2 separate regions of the Triticum aestivum genome follow, and region 1 is linked to region 2. Evidence: chromatin contacts called from public Hi-C data. All regions are on one chromosome and are shown on one strand. The core of a region is the stretch at or near the end of the contact, and the rest is flanking DNA. Distances in the headings are between cores, read along the strand shown. Region 1 holds the start of LOC123119272 (glycosyltransferase BC10). Region 2 holds the start of LOC123119271 (protein IQ-DOMAIN 5).

Region 1 (2,700 bases), core at 60-2,559, 270 kb after region 2:
TTTTGGATTATTTGATTGCATCACAGGAAAAACAAATGATTCTTTTAAAGAGGTTTAAGCGAGTGCTAGAAATCCCATGAGAAGTAGTACAAAGAAATCCTTAGGAGAAATTCTTATAGGATTTAATCCTATGAAACAAACAACTAACACAGGGAAAAAAATCCGAAGGACTCTAATATCTAAAATTCCTATGAAAAACTTTTGAATCATAGGACCCCTTAGAATATTACAAATTTTACCGGCTGTTGTACATATACTAGGATAAAAAAAACTAGTGGTTGCAGTAATATTTTAGAGCTATGTTAATGTTCAAATTGTCCCTTTTTGGTGAGCTACAGGGTGTAGTATCTTGATATTAAAATTGAGTGACTTATATTTTGGATGTACTAGACTACAACTGTTTCTTTTGAGCCACTGCTATTAAAAATAACCATAGCCTGCACCTTTTAACATGACGCTGAGCATGAAATTTCTAAACAATTTTGTTCTTCTTCTAAACAGGTCTTTGAGTAGACATAACATTGACAATTTGCGTCAACTTCAGATTTTCCGATCTAATCATGGAGTGGGGTCAAATTGCATGCATTTTGCCCCTGGGTGCAAGCTCAGTGCAAATCCAACGACAAAGCAACGCGAGGAAATTGAATTTTGTGTTTCTACAGAATTTGCATTTACTTACCGACCCATAGCATGTATGCCTTTTGCGTTAGATTTAATCTCTGCCATTCCAAACCAATAATAGGGTCGCCGAAAAGGACAAACCATAAATTTAGAGGTCAAATATAGGGATCACCACAAAAAGAAAGGTCATCTGGTTTAGAAACCACAACCAAATCATGGTGTCGACGCGGCGTAGCCTATTCAATAAGGGTTTGGCGACATACGTTAATTTATCCATCCATCGATTGGAAGAGCTGCAAAAAAGTATGAATTACATTTTGGCACCCGCTCCTTGCAATTCAGCAAGTAATAAATCGCCACAGGTTATGTTGGACAACTAGGGTATAAAAATGGGGAGTAGTATATGAATTCAAATCTCAAATATTAAAAAAAGTACTCCTTCCGTCCCACAATGTGAATAGTGTCAAAAAACGTGTATAAGACATTGTTGCGGGTTCAATTTGGACAGAGTTATTATAATCGAAGGAGATTAGTACTAGTACGTTCGATTGCACGTCATGAACGAAGGTAATTGTACCTACATTTATTATTCAAATTAATGGATGGTGGGATTAGGACAGGCTGCAGAGTGGAGCAGATGAGAGCAGAGCAGAGTCCCACAAAAGCAGCAGAGCACAACACCTCACCTCACCTCACTCCTCTCTTCCCCCCCAACCTCCCCCCTCTTCTCCCTCCAAAAACCAACATCTCCACCCTCCAAACACCGCCACCATCAAGAGCAGCCCAGTCCCGCCAGAACCGCGAGATCCGATCCGAGCACCACCAGCAGCAGATTTGGCGCCACGGAACCGGAGCTCGCCTCTGTCCTTCCCGCCCGCCTGCCGTTTGATCCTCCAGGTGCGCGAGCGCTCTCGGCTGGTGAAATCTTTCCTCCCTGCTCGATCCATGCCCGGGGGGTGCTCGTCCTTGCCCGCGAGATCCGTCCGGCCCGTCCTGAGCAGCAGGATCTCCCTGTGATCCTCGTCTTGGCCTTCTTCCCCGGCGCCAAGATCCGGGATTTCCTTTTCGGTTTCTCCAGCGCGCGTTTTCGCCGGAGCGCCGCTGCCGGGCATGGCGTACGCGTCGCCGTACGTGCTGTCGTTCCTGCTGCTGCTGTCCATGCCGGCGGTGTACTACCTGGCGCCGCGCCTGCTGATGCCCAAGACGCTCCCGGCCATCCCGGACGCCGACGAGACGGAGGACCTCGCGCTCTTCCGCCGCGCCGTGCTCCTCTCGGCCGCGCCCGCCGCCGGCTCCGGCTCCGGCTCCGGCGCGGCGCCCTCCTCCTTCGGCGTCTTCGGCCGCCGCCCGCAGGCGCGGCCCAAGGTGGCCTTCCTCTTCCTCACCAACTCCGACCTCGTCTTCGCGCCGCTCTGGGAGAAGTTCTTCGCGGGGCACCACGGCCTCCTCAACCTCTACGTCCACGCCGACCCCGCCGCCAACCTCACGCTGCCGCCGACCCCCTCCTTCCGCGGCCGCATCATCCGGGGCAAGGCCACGGCGCGCGCCTCCGCCACGCTCATCTCCGCCGCGCGCCGCCTCCTCGCCACCGCGCTGCTCGACGACCCGGCCAACCAATTCTTCGCGCTGCTCTCCCAGTCCTGCGTCCCGCTCCTCCCGTTCCCCGCCCTCTACCGCACCCTCCTCACCGACAACAATGCCGGCCGCCACCGCCGCCACCGCAGCTTCATCGAGATCCTGGACAGCGAGCCCACGCTGCACGCCCGCTACTACGCGCGCGGCGACAACGTGATGCTCCCGGAGGTGCCCTTCGACCGCTTCCGCGTCGGCTCCCAGTTCTTCGTGCTCGCCAGGAGGCACGCCGTCATGGTGGTCAGGGACAGGCGGCTCTGGAACAAGTTCAAGGCGCCGTGCCTCGTCAAGGAGAAGGACTCGTGCTACCCGGAGGAGCACTACTTCCCGACGCTGCTCGACATGCAGGACCCCGACGGCTGCACCAAGTACACGCTCACCAGGGTCAACTGGACCGACGCCGTCGGCGGCCACCCGCACACCTACCAGCCGGAGGAGGTCTCCGGG
Region 2 (2,700 bases), core at 104-2,603:
CAGCCCAATCCGAATTGGGTGCCCCCCTTTCCTTCCTCCTTGCTCCCCCTTCCTCCCACTCCTAGTCCAACTAGGGAAGGGGGGAATCCTACTCCCGGTGGGAGTAGGACTCCCCTTGGGGTGCGCCTAGGAGGCCGGCCCTCTCCCCCTCCTCCACTCCTTTATATACGGGGGAGGGGGGCACCCCATAGACACAAGTTAATCATTGATCTCTTAGCCGCGTGCGGTGCCCCCCTCCACCATAATCCACCTCGGTCATATCGTTGCAGTGCTTAGGTGAAGCCCTGGCCGGTAGCTTCATCATCACGCCGTCGTGCTGACGAAGCTCTCCCTCGACACTCTGTTGGATCATGAGTTCGTGGGACGTCACCGAGCCGAACGTGTGCAGATCGCAGAGGTGTCGTAACTTCGGTGCTAGGATCGGTCGATCGTGAAGACGTACGACTACATCAACCGCGTTGTCATAACGCTTCCGCTTACGGTCTACGAGGGTACGTAGACAACACTCTCCCCTCTCGTTGCTATGCATCACCATGATCTTGCGTGTGCGTAGGATTTTTTTGAAATTACTACATTCCCCAACAATAATAGCATGAAACAATAGAAAATAATAGATACATTTGAGGCGTATCAATGCCTTTTCTAGTAGTCTCCTGGTTTTGTTTGGACATGTCCAGCACATCGAGGTCCTATTTCTAATAGTGTGAGCACCAATTTCAGTATGTCCTAATTTGAATGTCATGGGATGAATTGTGATGTTCTAGTAACTTAGATGTCGACCCTATTCGTTAAGTGATTGAATGTTTTGATGAAGTATGCTTCTTTTTTATTTAGGTGGCAATGGAAAACTGCCGATATAGTCATCTATCTGTCCATTGGTATATCAAATCTATGACTTAGTGCCTTTTTCATGCACATTCCGTGTTCTGATATGGAGTTGGCCTCCTATCTTATTTTGGTCACGCTCCAGCACTCGGTGTGGCTACTCCTGTCACCATGTGTTTATCTTTAACATGCTTTGTAAAAGGAATCCCTTGATATGCTTAGAGTATATAAGCATGATAATATTAGTCTTTTTCGTCAACCTACATTGATTCGGCCGTTTGACTTTATTTACAAACCGGGCGAGAGCCTGTTTTCAAAGAGTATTTTCTTCCATCTCTTGTTTGGTTTGGTTTGTATGCAAATGCAAACAAAGGTAGTACCTCCCACGCAAAAATGAAGAATCACAAGGACCTACGCAAAAATGAAGAATCACAAGGACCTACGCAAAAAAGGAATGCACATACTGCCAACCGCCAAGTGGCAACCGCAACAACTTTGGACTGTACCCATCCAAAAGAAATTCTCGGGAACAATAATCCAAACCAAAGGAAGCGAATAGAATAGGAAACGCACAGCAGACAAGATAGCAAGAAAAAAAAAGGTTCGGAAAAGGGGAAGTTGGCACAGAGAAATCCTACCCCGAGCGGAGAGAGCGGAGGGCGACCGGAGGACTGCTCGCTCGCTCGCTCGTCGGTGGTGGTTCCGCCCTCTCTCCTTCCCTCCCTCCTCCGCGCTGCCCAGGTCGAGCTCCTCTTCTCCCTCCCTCCCTCCCTCCTCTCGATAATGGATGCTGTCTCTAGGTCTCTGCTGCTTGGCGTGCATAGGATTTTGTAGGACCTTTTGGGGAGCCAGTTCGATTTTTGCTGGGACGGTTGCTGCTGCGGTTCTGGCAACGCCGCCCTGTGACCCAATCCGTGTGCTTTGCTCGCATTTCGGCCGGGATTTTTTGGTGTCTTTGGGGTTGGGCTGCTGTAGAATTCAACTCCCCCCCTGCTAGGGTTCCTTCCGTGGGATTTCTGCTCACATTCTGCGCAGTGAGCGCCTAGAGTTGCTCCCGTGGGAATTTGCTCGCATTCTGTAGGCGTTCTTCACGGGAGGCCCCCGGGTGCGGTTTTCTGTGTTTAGTGCTGAAGTTTTACAGTAACTCTAGGTGTCGGCCGCAACTTTATCCTCCTTTTTCCTGTTCGTCGTGTCGGCTGCTGATTCCTGTGCACTTTCTACAGTTTTACTTGCTTGCGTAGTGCCATGGGGTTATGCTGTTTTCCAATCTACTCGTAAGCTATTGGGTATGGCAAAATGTGGAATTTTGGACCTAATCGATGCTTATGTTCAGCAAAGTTGCTTTCTTCAGCACGAGCCTGCGAGGAGTGTCACCGAAACTGTTCTTGCTGCATGACTTTTACTTCATCTGTTTATATGTTCAGGGGGGAATGCGTGGAATTCTGTAGCGATTAAATAGTTCAAATGTGCATTACATTACTACTAGATGCCCCTGTTTGCTGGGTGACAGATCAGTTTGTTTGTTAGTTTAGCTGTAAATAGCCAACAAATTTGACAAGTCAGTGTTGTTGTTACTTCTTTTTCTTTTCTTTCATAATGACATTTTCAACACTAGTGTTGCCTTAAGTTGCTCTAATTATTCATATGGGTGATGTACTTTCTCCACAACTGTCGCTGTATTGCTCAATTAGGTGGGACTTATCATTTGACAATGATGTTATGATGTGCAGGTGTTAGCTGATCACTACTTCACTAGGAGGGAAAAAGGAGCTACCATGGGCATTTCATCCAAGTGGATCAAATCACTTGTTGGGATAAAAAAGCATGGAAAAGCTCAAAATGGCGAAAGCAGCAGAGAAGTAAGTCAAAGGGTAT

The links. A called contact is a pair of places that touch in the nucleus more often than the background predicts.
Region 1: a contact with region 2 is called in a Hi-C map of leaf, with 6 times the contacts expected there. The contact joins the promoter of LOC123119272 here to the promoter of LOC123119271 in region 2. A contact is called at or near these places in 3 of 5 Hi-C or Micro-C datasets (leaf and an unstated tissue) and 1 of 1 datasets of contacts at active chromatin or transcription factors (leaf).

What each region holds. Positions count from the first base shown.
Region 1 is chr5D:37,088,273-37,090,972 of IWGSC CS RefSeq v2.1, forward strand. LOC123119272 (glycosyltransferase BC10) reads left to right here and starts at 1,310. Exons shown (of 2, transcript XM_044539002.1): 1 at 1,310-2,700. The coding sequence starts at 1,732.
Region 2 is chr5D:36,821,942-36,824,641 of IWGSC CS RefSeq v2.1, forward strand. It overlaps LOC123119271 (protein IQ-DOMAIN 5), which reads left to right and starts at 1,354. Exons shown (of 7, transcript XM_044539001.1): 1 at 1,354-1,566; 2 at 2,556-2,684. The coding sequence starts at 2,601.